4 separate regions of the Mus musculus genome follow, and all the other regions are linked to region 2. The links are chromatin contacts, called in public HiCAR-type and promoter capture Hi-C maps. All regions are on one chromosome and are shown on one strand. The core of a region is the stretch at or near the end of the contact, and the rest is flanking DNA. Distances in the headings are between cores, read along the strand shown. Region 1 overlaps Tns3 (tensin 3). Region 2 holds the start of Ramp3 (receptor (calcitonin) activity modifying protein 3). Region 3 has its middle 370 kb from the start of Tns3. Region 4 has its middle 340 kb from the start of Gm27393.

The links. Promoter capture Hi-C pulls out the DNA fragments that hold promoters and counts their contacts. HiCAR-type assays count read pairs that join an accessible place to other places.
Region 1: a promoter capture Hi-C map of the SN4741 cell line shows a contact between it and region 2, with 5 times the contacts expected there. The contact joins the enhancer-like site here to the promoter of Ramp3 in region 2. A contact is called at or near these places in 4 of 39 promoter capture datasets (the SN4741 cell line, cranial neural crest, hippocampal neurons and 1 more), 1 of 15 datasets of contacts at CTCF or cohesin (large pre-B cells), 1 of 484 Hi-C or Micro-C datasets (palatal mesenchyme), 1 of 115 datasets of contacts at active chromatin or transcription factors (astrocytes) and 1 of 9 other capture datasets (embryonic stem cells).
Region 3: a promoter capture Hi-C map of second pharyngeal arch cranial neural crest shows a contact between it and region 2. The contact joins the enhancer-like site here to the promoter of Ramp3 in region 2. A contact is called at or near these places in 8 of 39 promoter capture datasets (the 3T3-L1 cell line, cranial neural crest, frontonasal cranial neural crest and 4 more) and 4 of 484 Hi-C or Micro-C datasets (the N1E-115 cell line, cortical neurons, embryonic stem cells and 1 more).
Region 4: a contact with region 2 is called in a HiCAR-type map of astrocytes, with 7 times the contacts expected there. The contact joins the enhancer-like site here to the promoter of Ramp3 in region 2. A contact is called at or near these places in 12 of 39 promoter capture datasets (the 3T3-L1 cell line, 3T3-L1-derived adipocytes, the C10 cell line and 7 more), 6 of 484 Hi-C or Micro-C datasets (cardiomyocytes, cerebellum, cerebral cortex and 2 more) and 1 of 115 datasets of contacts at active chromatin or transcription factors (astrocytes).

Annotation. Positions count from the first base shown.
Region 1 is chr11:8,529,254-8,532,608 of GRCm38.p6, reverse strand. Tns3 (tensin 3) reads left to right here. Exons shown (of 31, transcript NM_001083587.1): 11 at 100-212; 12 at 845-905; 13 at 1,662-1,737. Among named protein-coding and RNA genes, the nearest start is that of Tns3, 130 kb to the left of the region's middle. Within about 2 kb of position 2,053, at least 29 of the 459 cell types and tissues checked have an H3K27ac peak or open chromatin away from gene starts, as enhancers often do. A contact at or near this core is called in the SN4741 cell line, where this site is marked.
Region 2 is chr11:6,656,971-6,660,459 of GRCm38.p6, reverse strand. It overlaps Ramp3 (receptor (calcitonin) activity modifying protein 3), which reads right to left and starts at 1,927. Exons shown (of 3, transcript NM_019511.3): 1 at 1,833-1,927. The coding sequence starts at 1,887. It also overlaps the pseudogene Gm11978.
Region 3 is chr11:8,292,310-8,295,764 of GRCm38.p6, reverse strand. No RefSeq gene overlaps it. Among named protein-coding and RNA genes, the nearest start is that of Tns3, 370 kb to the left of the region's middle. Within about 2 kb of position 1,949, at least 15 of the 459 cell types and tissues checked have an H3K27ac peak or open chromatin away from gene starts, as enhancers often do. A contact at or near this core is called in second pharyngeal arch cranial neural crest, where this site is marked.
Region 4 is chr11:8,228,123-8,231,475 of GRCm38.p6, reverse strand. No RefSeq gene overlaps it. Among named protein-coding and RNA genes, the nearest start is that of Gm27393, 340 kb to the right of the region's middle. Within about 2 kb of position 1,580, at least 39 of the 459 cell types and tissues checked have an H3K27ac peak or open chromatin away from gene starts, as enhancers often do. A contact at or near this core is called in astrocytes and cerebellum, where this site is marked.

The DNA of each region.
Region 1 (3,355 bases), core at 804-3,303, 1.9 Mb before region 2:
TCCCCAGGATCTCCAGATGCAGTTCCCATTCTGTACTGCCTGCCGCTAGACTCAGCAGCTGTGAATTGGCTGTGGAGTCTTAGCCGCTGTCTCCTGCAGGTACGTGCAGTTTCTCAGCGGGCTACTGTCTGGAGCCATGAAGATGAACACCTCACCTCTGTTCCTACACTTCGTCATCATGCATGGTGTCCCCAGCTTTGACACTGGAGGAGGTGAGAGACTTCCCCAGCCTAGACTAGAGAGAGCCCTCAACAAGCAGCCCTTTCCTCCTGGGATACCTAGGTTCTGTTGCTATGGTTACAGTGTGTCAGCAGAGCTCCAGCTTGGGGATTACAAAGAGCCTTGTAGCCAGTACATGAGCTCCTGCTAGGCCAGGGTCACCCTGAATCAGCAGCTCTGTAGAGGTTCAGCTGTGTGCTTCTTCTCAAGGTTTCCACAGCTTTGAGAGAATCCAGCGCAGTAGACCATCCCCTAACGCACCATCCTTCCTTCTTCCTCTGTGACATATTCCCTGACTCCCTGTTCCATGTAGGCACTCCCAGCATATGGCCAGAGACCTTGCCCCCTGTCCCCTGCAGGTGCTCACAGCTCGTGTCTGGGACAGAGCCTGTCTCTTGCTCCCTGGCTGCACCCATGCAGGTGTTCAATCATCAGTTGATTGTAGCTGTAGCTTCTAGTCCCCCTGATCACCAGGAGTAAGGTGAACTTACAGAACTACAGGTTGTCTTTAACTCCCTGCCCCCATGGCCTTCTGGTTGGAGGCCCAACCATGTTCCTTTGTTGGTGGAACATCTGTGCATGTGTTCACGATCCTGTCTTTCCTTGGCCTGTGCCTCTCTTTCAGCTTGCCGGCCCTTTCTGAAGCTCTACCAAGCTATGCAGCCTGTGTACACATCTGGAATCTAGTAAGTGCCTGGCGTGTGCTGGGTTTTTCGGGTGACTTGGGGAAGGATTGTGAAATGGGTTCTCTCCCACAAGAAGTAGAGCAGGGAGGGCCAGCCATGCTAAGGTCCCTAAGCTGCTGTTCTGAGAGGTGCATGGTCCCTGCATCTCTAGTTGGCTCCAATGGGTGCTGAACAGTGGAGCCGCTGGGGCAGAGGGGCACCATTACTGTTTGGAAGCTGGTCTACTGGAAAGTGCTAGAACAAAGTCACCCATGGTTTTTACATTCCCCTTAGTGTTTCAGGTATCCGCAGAATTTGTATGGCTTCCTAAGTTTGGTTTGCAGTCATGTAGATAGCACTTTGATTACAGCGACAGGAAATGAGAAAGATGATAGATATCCTGGCACCCAGAAAGACTCATTATTTTTTTTTCTGGGCTCAAATTCTCCCCCTGGCCCCATGCTTTCTTTCATGCAAGGATGACACTGTAGACATTGTATCCTCCAATTTTCACAGAAGCAGAGTCTGTCCCCAACTTGGTTCCTCTCCTGGCTGAGGCAACCCTAACATGACTTTTCCAATCTGGGGCTATGACGATGCTAGAATAATTCACCCCAGCTCAGAGCTTTCTCAAACCTTTTGACTGATTTCCACAAGGTACAGCCTCTGAATTCTGGGCTATTTGTGTAAAATCTAGTCATTTTCTCAGCTTGGACTGTGTGGTCATGAAACTGTGGAACTAACTGTATAACGAGCTATTTTCTTGTTCATCTGAAGCAATGTCGGCTCTGAAAACCCCAGCAGGATCCGCATCGCCATTGAGCCGGCCCAGCTGCTGAAGGGTGACATCATGGTGAGTACCCACAGGCTATGACCATTGTGTCAGCCACCCAGGATAGTGACCTGGAAGGCAAATTGATTTTGCCTTAGAACAAAGCCACCCGGTTTACAACCTCCTTCTCAAAGAAGGGGAAGTAACCAACAGGAGAATGGAGAAGAACGTGACCCTCAGGACTGTAATCTGTGAGTAAAAGTATTTTAATTACAGTGACAGATCTTTGTCCTTGATCATCTTTTATAACAGAGCTCCTGGGTCTATGCAGAACAAAGTCCCTACTCAGCCCCAGCCCTCTGAGCATCCCGTTCCCTGACCTCCTTTGTGATCCCAGGTCTCCAGAGTATAGCATAGAGAGCCAGACTCCAGTGTATGACTGGTGTTGTTACAGTGTGGTTATAATGATGAACACAGTGATTTCTCCAGATAATTTTGTTCTTGGAAGAGATTAAACATTACTTTTTCCACCTCCTGTCTTGACTACAAAAGAATCTATATGTGTAAAGTAATTTTCAGAAAGGTTTTGTTCGAAAGCCTGCGAGGCATGTGCACAGCTTCTGACATGTGGAGAACAATTTAGATATGATCTGTTCCTGGTCTTGGCAGACCTACTTTGTTGAGATGATGGGTGATTTAGGAATTTGTGTTGCATTTTATTGTACATAGCTCACGCAGAGTGGGCACCTCCCTGTTTTCAAGGACAGATAGACTGACACTCAGACCTCGTTATGAGTGGTGGGAGGTTGGGGAAAGCCTAGATGAGCAAGCTGACTGGAGATTGGGTGTGTAGCTCCCATCTCCTCACTCTCTGGAAAACCAATGCTAAGCCTCCATCTGAGCTTTCTGTTCCTGGGCTGGTGGCTTCCGAGTCTTCTACGGCTGGAGAATAGGGACAGTCCAGAAGCTCAGTCCCCTGGGAGGTGACTCGTCTCTTCTCCAGCTGCCTTCCTCCCTCTGTCTTCTCATCTCCTCTTGTCTTTCCTTACATACCTTCCTTCTTCTCCATTTTTTCCTTCCCCCTCTCCGTTCCCCTCTCTTTTTGCCCCTCTCAAATTTTAAGTTTTTACTCAGGTGTCTTGAGCTTCATTTTGTTGTTGCATTTTTTGTCATTGGTTTTGGAGTTTCCAGTCTTAGCACTGGACACAGGAAGGAAAGAGGGAGAGAGTGGTTTCTTTGTCTTGGAGATGCCTCCTGGCAACATAGTTTCTATTGGAGAAGAGAAGCTGACGATGCTGCATAGGCCAAAGGAGCCATACCTGTGTGGCTCAGGAAGGCCACGGTGGCGTGGCTTCACACTTCCTGGTGGGACCTTCCCTAGCATGTGTGTCTTCGTGAGGAAGCACATCAAGTTGGAAAGGGACATGCCTGCTCCTTTTTTCTTTTGGGGAGCTGTGGCCTCTGCCTAGTGAGAACCTTGCTTAAGTTTTGTGAACATGAGAAGAACAAACTCACGTCAATATCCCAGGACAGTGCCCAACACTGGGATGCGGGTGGGTGGGTGGAGGGGCAGGATAGGGCATGGACCACATCATGCCATCCTGAAGCATTTCAAGCCTTGTCACTATCATCGAGGTTGCTCATCTCCTTCCTCTCTTCTCTAGAGGAGCCCCTGGGTAGGCACCCCTTCCTTGCACTA
Region 2 (3,489 bases), core at 678-3,177:
TGCTGGACTCCTCATCCCAGGACCCTGAGAAGCATCAAAGTGTCCCTGTAGAGTACGTTAGAATTTCAAGGAAGCCCCACAGGCCGAGACCTTTATTGTTTGGAAACAAAGGCTCTCCTGATGCTGTTCTCTACAGTGACTAGGCTCAGAATCTAGAGTTCCAGACATCACAGTGTCAACAAAGCATAGGTGGCAGTCAGCGTTCCTGGGAGCTAGGAAGCTCAGCTCATCCCTTGCAGAGCTCAGACCCCACCTTGGCCAGACTGCGTGTGACAGTACATGTTTCATCTCTGACTCCCGGGCTGGCCAGACTCACTGTAGCCAGGTCTGTGAGAAGGCTGAACCTGACCGGCCACTAAGAAGCCTGGTCCCATGGGTGAGGACAGTGGGGACTTCCACAGTAGGATAGGGAGGTGGCTGTTGGGGACTGTGGGGACTTCCACAGTAGGATGGAAAGGTGGCCATTGGGGACCAGGATTGCTACAATTTCATGAGGTTTCTGTCTGTGTTGCTTCCCAGTTCCATACTAGAAACAGTCAGGAGAGACATGGTTTCCTTCCAGATAAACTCTGGACCTCCTTCCTCTAGAAACCAAACTCCTCACCAGGGGAGCCTTGCACTGGAGGCTTGCTGAAATCCCAAAACAGCTCACTGCCTTCTGGAGGTGGTCACAGTCCCAGCCTTCAACATAAAACTACCCCAGCCTGAGCGCCCACTGTAGAACACGAAAAATGGTCTCACTCTGTAAGCAGAGACCTCTTCAAAGGGAGAGAACTAATTGTTGAGTCTGGCCCACCTCTGTCCCAACTCCCAGACCGCATCCCAAGTCATCAACACTGAGGAAGACACTACAAACAGGTCCAACTTCATCTTACAGCCAAGGAGGCTGAACCAGGAGAGTAAGGAAAACTCGGGACCATGGCCCTGGAGGACAGAGCCCCTCCACCTGGAGGGAGGATAGAGCCCCTCCTCCTGGAGGACAGAGCCCCTCCTCCTGGAGGACAGAGCCCCCTCCTGCCAACAGCTTCCCTCACAGTTCTAGCCAAGCACTGGCCTTGCCCAGCAAGCCCTCTCCTATCAAACCCTTCCACAGGCACTCATGCACACACATGCCCACACAGGCACACAGATACAATCAGGCACACCCAGAGCCACAGGTACATGCATACATGTGTGTACACAAGCATATACACATACACATACACATACATGTATCCTCTTATTTATCCTTGGGTAACTTCTTCAGTAAGATACTTCACTTTTTATTCTTTGAAATTTTACATATGTATACAAAGTATTTTGAGCATATCCACTCCTACTCTCCCCGCCCCATTAAACTCCCTCAGGCTCCTTTAATATGTCTCCCTACTAACTTTATTCCCTCCACACCCCTTTCAAAACAAGCTTAATATTTATCCCATTTCTATCTTGTGAAAGCAATGTTTCTCCCTGAGTCCGATTTTCTCACTGGAAAAGGATTCTAGCTACCTGCACCTGTGTGCCATGTGCCCGGGGCAGGATGGGAAAGAAACTCACTACCTCACCAAAGACCCTTCCCTGGACCCCAGAATATCTCTACCCCACAGGGAACTGTGCAGCCCTTGCAGCTCAAAGCCTTTTCCCTCAGCTCTTCTAAGGTTGGAGGAGTTATGAAGACCCTCCACAAAACCTGCAGGATGTGCTGGAGTCAGCGTGCCTGTGTCTTTTCCAAACTCTGGGGGGGGGGGGGGGGGGGGAAGAGCGCAGCCTAGGCTGGACGCGGGAAGGAGAGAGTCCGCGTGGGTCCCAAGGACCCGAGGAGATGGAGTACCCCGACCCAAATGTCTCCTTACCACAAAGCAGCAACAACAGTGGAAGAAGGTGCAGCCGCTGTGCTGGGGTCTTCATGGCCAACTAAGATGCAGCCGGCTTGCAGCAACAGCGACATTCGGAGGTAAGAGGCTTGGGGCGGGACCAGGGCGGGACCTCGGAGAGCCCCAACCCAGGCCACGCCCCCACCCCGCCCCTGACTCCCTCCGTTGCCTAGAATTCTCAGCTTCTCTCTGGAGGGGCAGGTGGTGGGGACAGGAGGTGGGGGTCGCGTTGGGATATAGACTGGAACAGAGGAAGGGGAAGTGCAGTCGGGTGGGAGAGCCAGTCCAGCGTGGCGGGAATGGAGAAGGGGTTCTAACCGGAAGACTGCAGGTTTGGTCTGGGGATGAGCCGGATTAACCTCAGTGTCAAACTGGGAAGCAAGCTGGAGAAATGAAGGGAGTTATGCAGTACAGGTTGATAGAGGGGAGCCAGGCAGAAGACAGACAAGAGGTTGAACTCGGAGAAACCCGGGGTTCATCCTTGCAGGTCCTGTGGGACCCCCCTAAGCCAGGCACATAAATTTAAGCAGAGACAAGTCTGAGAGCCCTGCCTGTCTCCAAGGGACAGAGAAGGGCATGAAGTGGGTTGCTGAGCAGATGGGGGGGGGGGGGGCATTCTTCCAGACTGAGGCACTGGGGAGGGGAGCTTGGGTGTGCACACATGCAAACACAAATGGCTAAGTCTGAAGCTAACTGAGGGCAGGCGGGTCAGTGACGGGGCCTCCAAGGACCTGGCTTCTGGAATCAGCAGGTAGAAAGAAAAGAAAAGGCCTCAGTTTCTCCCACCATAGACTACATCTGTCCCTCAAGCCCAGGACAGCTTCCTGTTCCCAATGTTGGGACCACTCCTCAGAAAGAGAAAAGCAGACCTCTTTGTCCTCCAAAGCTTATTGTCCCCCAGGAAAGCACTTGCTGGTCTGAGAGCTAAGGCCCAGACCTGGGAGGATGGCTTTCCCCACCTAAACAAGCACTTCTGTCTCCCACGCCCCATCACTGAGCTCAGCTCACCTTTCCTGACCTAGAAAGGCTCACTACAACTTTCTGTGAATTTTCACTGAGAAAATTCTGGTCGAAGCCAGAAACAAAAACAAACAAGCAAATAAACAAACAAAACCCTGTAACTACTTTAGGGCTGAAGAGATGTCACAGTGGTTAAGGGCACTTACAGGGGACCTGGGTTTGGTTCCCACAGGTACTGGAGGTAGCGCATGATCATCTGTATCGCCAGCTCCATGGGATCCAGTTCGTTCTGGCCTCTGAGGGTGCCGCACGCAATTGTGCACACCCATACATATAAACCAAAGAAATCTTAAAGATTAAAAAAAATAGCATTTTTAAAAACCAGTTAGCAAAGAGAACCTAGGAAGCCTGGGCTTGCTACAGCAATAACAAAGGAGTCTAATTAAAAGTAAAACTGATTTAACTTGGTCAGTCATCCTCCTTCAAGAGGGGCCAACATCTAGGCCATTATCCCTGCCCCTGTGCTAAGGGGAGGGGGCGCTAATCAGGACAAAAAGGATAAGCCAGCAGGTTGCTCTTATAGAGGGCTGATTGTCCCACAACCTGAAGTCAGAAACGGGAAGGCAGACTCTGTACCACCTTGACTATCGTCAGCAATGACGAACGCACACCTCGG
Region 3 (3,455 bases), core at 700-3,199, 1.6 Mb before region 2:
ACATGTGCTGGCACAAGTGTGTGCACACATGCATGCACACATGCATGCATACACACATACACATGTGCACATACATGCACACACACTTGAAAATTAAATGAGCATTTTAAAGCAGGTTTTTAGGAGCATTCTTATTAGTTTTTGTTTTTATATCTCTTAAAAAACAATTTTCAAGTGGATCCCTGCAGCTCACTGGCCAGTACTTCATGAGATTGATGTCAATTTTAGCTATTTAGATTAGTGGTTAAATTAACTTACTGAGCTTTGATTATGATTTTTTCCTATTATTTATTTATTTATTTATTAAACAGTTTTTAAAAAAAATTAGATATTTTCTTCATTTACATTTCAAATGCTATCCCAAAAGTCCCCTATACCCTCCCCCTGCCTTGCTTCCCAACCCACCCACTCCTGCTTCTCAGCCCTGGCGTTCCCCTGTACTGGGGCATGTAAAGTGTGCAAGACCAAGGGGCCTCTCTTCCCAATGATGGCCAACTAGGCCATCTTCTGATACATATGCAGCTAGAGGCACGAGCTCTGGGGATACTGGTTAGTTCATATTGTTGTTCCTCCTATAGGGTTGCAGACCTCTTCAGTTAATTGGATAATTTCTCTAGCTCCTCCATTGGGGGCCCTGTGTTCCATCCAATAGATGACTGTGAGCATCCACTTCTGTATTTGCCAGGCACTGGCATAGCCTCACAAGAGAGAGCTATATCAGGGTTCTGTCAGTAAAATCTTTCTGGCATATGCAATAGTGTCCACATTTGGTGCCCAATTATGGGATAGATCCCTGGGTGGGGCAGTCTCTGGATGGTCCATCCTTCCATCTCAGCTCCAAACTTTGTCTCTGTAACTCCCTCCATGGGTATTTTGTTCCCTATTTGATTATGATTTCAAGGCGATTAAATTGATTATTTAACCAATCCTTAAGTGTACTTTTTGATGATTTTATGTTCTACATTTGAATTGTCTGCATGAAAATTTTAGCAAGACTTTAAAATAGAAGTCATATCTATATCATGCTACATACATATAGATTTACTCCACAATTTTTTTTTTCATGCTTGATTTTCTGAGTGGTGTTTTGGTGTGAAGAGTTTGAAACTTACAAAACTGAAGTGAAATTATCTAGTCCTATTTATTTCAGTACTTTTTACTGTGGCATTAATTACTTTCATGATATCACCATCTGACTCATTTAGCTTTTCTTTCCTGCAAGAGAAACCCCATTTTTATATTAAATGCCTGATACCTACTCTGTGTATCTTTAGAAACCAATGATGACTAATCATCTTCATATTTTTCAAAAGTTAGCATCTCCTGAATATTTAATATAACTGTGATATTCAATAATTACTTTTGGCGTCCAAGTCCTTTCACTTCGTATAATACTTTTGAGACTCATCCATGTGTTAACATGTAGCAGTGTTGACTTTTATGGTGGGGTTATACAGCATTGCAAGGATCTTGCATAGTTTTGTAATTGTTATTGGAAAATATATACTTGGGTTATTTCTGCCCTTTAACTTCTGTAACTATGACCTTTTAAATTTTATTAAGATTTACTTATATTTTTCTTGAATGATAAATCCACATGTCCTACAGTAAGCATTTTTGCTTCCCAAAGAAATTAAAACATAAAAATAAATAATGATGTTTCCTGAGCTTTAACATGAGCTCACTGGATCCTGTGCTTCCTATGGATTAGTTTATTCTTCATAACTGAGAGAATGTAAATAAATAGCTAAATATCAGAGAGCAGGAATCTGGCGCAGCTGGCTTCAACTTTCAGTCTATAAGACTCCCAGGCCTGAATTCTTCCCTGGGATTCACAGCCCTGGTTGTCATGGAGATGCAGATGGGCTAGGTGGATGTGGATAAAGCACCATGCCAGGGGATCATATTACTTCCCCTATAGGGCCTGTGTCCTTGGACTTGGGGTGCCAACACATTTGCCAAGAGCAGGTCTGGATTTTCAGGCAGCTGAAACTATTCAGCTAGTCTCAGGCCATTCAGGACTGAGTAAAACGTCACATGGTTTGTTCTTGGAGGAGAGCTATTATTCTTACACTCTGACCTTGTGAATTTTAATTCTAATTAACCGTTCTACAAAATCTGAGTCAAGATTTTAAATTCCTGAGGGAAAAATTCTTTCCATCCCTTTTACTGGTTGTATTTCCCCCCCGGTTTCCAATGAGCTGTTATAAGACAGATCAAAATTGTTGAGTTCCAAGAATTTTATTGCTGATCGGATGTGAGTGGGGCTATGTAGCATCTGGAGTATTTTCATTGCTTTTAATAGCTACTCTGTGGTTTTCATATGCAAATACCATGCACATTTGCTAAAAGGTGCTCACATGTAAAGGATGAGGTCGGGGATAGCAAAGCCAATGTCAAACTATTATTTTAATTTTGTGTTTTCATAACTCTGCTATTAAGCTCGAGTATTTTTATATCTACTTATATATCTATTGTAGATAGATGCATATTGACAGATGATAGATACAGAGATGACAGATAGATGACAGATTCATTTTTAATAGAAGTAGAGCCAGTGAGATGACTCAGCAGGTAAAGGCGCTTGAAGCCCTGAGTTGTAACCCTGGAAAACATATGGTAAAAGAAAAGAACTGAATCGTCCAAATTTTCCCTGACCTCTAGATGTACAACATGGCATGTGCATGCACACATGTACACAGGAGCACACCCATTAAGTAAATGTTAGAAGTATAATATCAGGTTCTCATATACTTTATTTCACTTGATCCTATTGCTGAGTTCCCCTGAGTGTTTCTTGTCTAACCAAGCTTCACATTGCTAAGCTTTCTGCTTGGCTCCATTTCAGAATCTCAGTCTCTTTGTTGACCCTCTCACTCTGTCATATCATCTTCTATAATTTACTCAGCTATTTATATGTAACTGGTTTGAAGTCACTGATCATTTTAAAAATTGGTCTTTTGAAGTCATTGTCTGGCATCTCACCTGTTTCAATATCTTTGGGTGTGGTTACTGCAGTGTGACGAGCCCTTGGAGCAGTCAGATGTCCTTATTTTCCATATTCAGTATTGAGTTGTGTATATCAGTTAACCTGAATTTTCTTCAATGTTATTTGGGGCTCTTCTTTGCAGATTTCTCTTGAAGACTGTGTCCCTATTGCCATCAAAAGTATTGCTCTGTGTCTTCCCTCACCACTGGGGTGTGTGAACTCCACTGAGCAGATGGAATGGGAGGCATTAGGCTGCATTTTACCCTTTGCTGCTATCGAGTGTCCAACTCACAGGAAGCACTGAGCCTGGGATCTTCTTTGTAGATTTCTTTTGAAGACTCTGTTTCCATTGCCACCAAAAAGGAAGACAACATTCATAAAAATAACAATAGTGAAGTTGAAAAACTGTATTTCTCTAGTAGAGCTATTTTGTCAGTTCTCAGATATAGGCTTTAGTAATCAGTAA
Region 4 (3,353 bases), core at 331-2,830, 1.6 Mb before region 2:
GGTGGATTCACTGGCTTGGACATTAGTGGTGGCCTTAGGGCTCCTGTATCAGCAGAGTCTCTGGCCTGCTGGGAAAGCATCTACCCAGGGCTCCTGCATTTTGGGGAAGCTCCTGCCTAGCTGGGGGAAGCAGTCCATCAGGCGTGTTGTAGAATGCTGAAGACACACTTTGTACACAAATCTGGGCCTACGTGCAAGAGTTGCAGAGTGTGGAATGAGGACTCTCTTTTACGGCGTTAGCCCATCCTTATAAAAATACTTCTGTAGGATAGGCAGGCAGAAGCCACCCCACCTCCCTAAGATGCTGTATAATTTTGTCTGAGTAAGAAAAGAGTGTCACCTCAATTCATTGCTTTCAGCTTTTATCCTATATAATCAAATATGCAAATAAACCAATTTCTGCTTTTTCCAGTACACTATTCATATTTTGTGAGGCTCTGACAGTGGTCTCCTTAGAATATTGAACCATTGTGATGCTGAGATGTTTTCTCCTTTGTTCCCCTTCTTCCCCTCCCTCCCTCTCCTATATAATCTTCCCAAGAACCATGTGATGTGTCAGAGATCAAGGGAATGAGAACGGCTCCTCGTGTTACGGACATGCCAACCCCTTCAGTCTTGGTGTTAGAATTCTACTTATGAACAATTTAAAGAGTTTTTATGTGTTTGGGTGCTTTGCCTGCATGTATATATGTGTATCGCATGTATGCATGCCTGATGCCCTAGGAGTCCAAAAGGTGGCATTGGAGCCTCTGGAAATCGAGTCAAGACACTTGTGAGCTATCACATGAGTGCTGGGAATCAGCCCCTGGTACTCCAGGAGAGCTGCAGGTGTTTTTAACTACTGAGCCTTCTTTCCATCCCCTTTGAACTAGATTTTATGAATTTCAATTGTCGTTCTGTAAGACGGGTTCTGCTATTTACTTTTGTGGCTTATAGTGATTTTATTTTGAAATCAGAATGAAGCTTGCTTAGTAAAATAAATGAGCTATTTGTTCATCCTTTAATGTCTTCTGGAAGGGTTTTTGTTTTTGTTTTGTTTTTGTTTTTGTTTTTTATTTCAGAAGGAACTCCTTGTAGCTTTAAGTTCCTTGAAAGGTAGAGTTTTCCCTGGAATCTTGCATCAGTTTTGGTTGTTACTTCCTCTAGGTCGTCTCAAACCACCACACTATAGGTCATAAAATTATTCCAAGATGAATAGGAATCACAGACACTCTCTGCACTCACAAGGCAAGCCAGCATGTTAATAGCCGTGCAAGTAGGCATCTGCTAATGTTACAGATGAGAAGAGCAAGGCTCTGAGTGTCTCTCTAATGTCTCCTGGGTCACACCAAACAGCCGAGGAGAAGCGGCACTTGAGCCTGGCGGCAAAGCCTGTGCTCTTCAAAGATTCTTCTCCTGCTGCCAAGTCTGGTGACTACTGTTTATATTAATTATTATCCCTTCCAAGTTGTTAAAGGAAACGGCTCAGAGAACAGTACATTCTCAGCCATGGTGAGTTTCCCTTCCAAGCCAGCTCCAGCCATGCAGAATGCTTTCCTGACGTTGCCACCCAGAGCGCAGCTCCTGACTCCTTCCCTGTGAATAGCCTGCTCCAGTTTCTTTTGATTGCCTGCATCCTCCCAAGTGTTTGTTGTGTCTGAGGCTTCAGAACCAGGTGGCCTATTTCCCAGATATGCGGCTGCAGTTCCATTCCCAAAATTCCCAATCTACCCCCCAAACCAGAAGTTCTCCCTGTATCTTTTTCTAGGTTTCTTCTGACTGACTTTCTCCACTGTATTCTAGTTTTTAATAGCCATAGAAAAGCATTAAGATCACTCTTCTTGACTGCTTGTAGCTCTTCCAACTGCTCATAGCTTCTGTGGAGAAACTCATTGTTTTCTCAAAGCCCATTTTTGTCTGATTATGGGCCTCCACGTCCAGGTCTAGAGGAAGGCAGGAGCTACTTCAGAATGACATAGGATCCAGTGCTTGTCTGTGATGCAGAGGGGGCTGTCTGCTAATCAGACCACCCGTGCTGCTTAATTCTGACCTCAGGACTGCTGGTCCATTAAACCAAGAGGCATTCCTGGGAGTTGTCTTAACTTTCCATGAGATGCGAGTAAATATCTACTCACCCCAATATAGTACCAGTGATAGATAGAACAAGGAAACACCACCACCCAAGTCCAGTCTACTGTGTCAAAAAGGAGTTACATAAAGGAGCAGCATGGACTCTGGTAGGTGACTATAACCTTCAGGGTTGGGGTGGGGAGCTTATAACCTCCATCCCATTCCATCCATGAGGCATGGGTCCATTCTATTACAGGTCTCATGTAGGTAGTTACAGCTACAGAGTGCTCAAGAGGGAATGACCATACTATACCCACAGGACAGCATTTCACAATACTGGGGATTCTGAAGTCTTTCCCAATGTCTCCTGCCACTTGTCCAAATATTATAATCCATGACTTGTTAATATGACAGGGTAATGCACACAGAACTTGAAATCTGACCATCTGAGTACTTTTGAGCTACTATAACTAAGTAACACAGGCTGGTGGTTTTGAAAGAAAAGTAATTTATCTTTATGCTTCTTGGTGTAGGAAGAATGTCCAAGACAAAGATGAAAACATGGTTGGGCTATGTGAGGACTTTTTCATGATTTCTGAAGACTACTTTCTTATTGTCCTTGTGCAGCAGAAAGAGTCCAAGGAGCTTTGGGAGTCTCTTTGCTAGGGTATCTAATCCCATTAACTATTGCTTTACCATTATGACTTACTCATCTCTTCTGGGTAAATTTCATCCACAAGAATATATCTTGGGATGAGGATTTCAATATGGGAATTTAGGGATGCACAGACACACAGTCCATAGCTTCGTGGAGTCATTTTCTCATCTGCTACCCCAGCTGTGTGAACTTGTACCCAGTAGCCTTACTGTGTTCCCAGTAGGACTTCACTGAGTAAATGATGACACTGTCTCATGAAGTGCTTTTCAAGATCACTCCCCAAAACAAGTGTACAGGAGGCAGGGTGTGGTTGCTCCCCTAGTGAGGAATAAAACCAGAGCACAGTGCTCCGGGCCTGTGCCTGCTCGTTAGACCCCATACCCCTGCTCTTCTCTTCTTAGGGACTCAGATGCTGCAACAGGACTGACAAGGTTCTCTTTGCTTGCCCAGGGCCCCTTTGCAGCCTTCCTGCAGCAAACCCCCAGCACAATGCACTTCTCCTATGTCTCTTTCCCATGCTTATGAGGATTCAGACAGCGGAAGGTGGGCTGCACTCTGCAGGATGTCTTCCCTCAACATTGACCACTCTGCTGCCCTCAGGATTTGAGCAGTGCCTGCGGGATTAAAAGCTCACCGTGTTGACTCA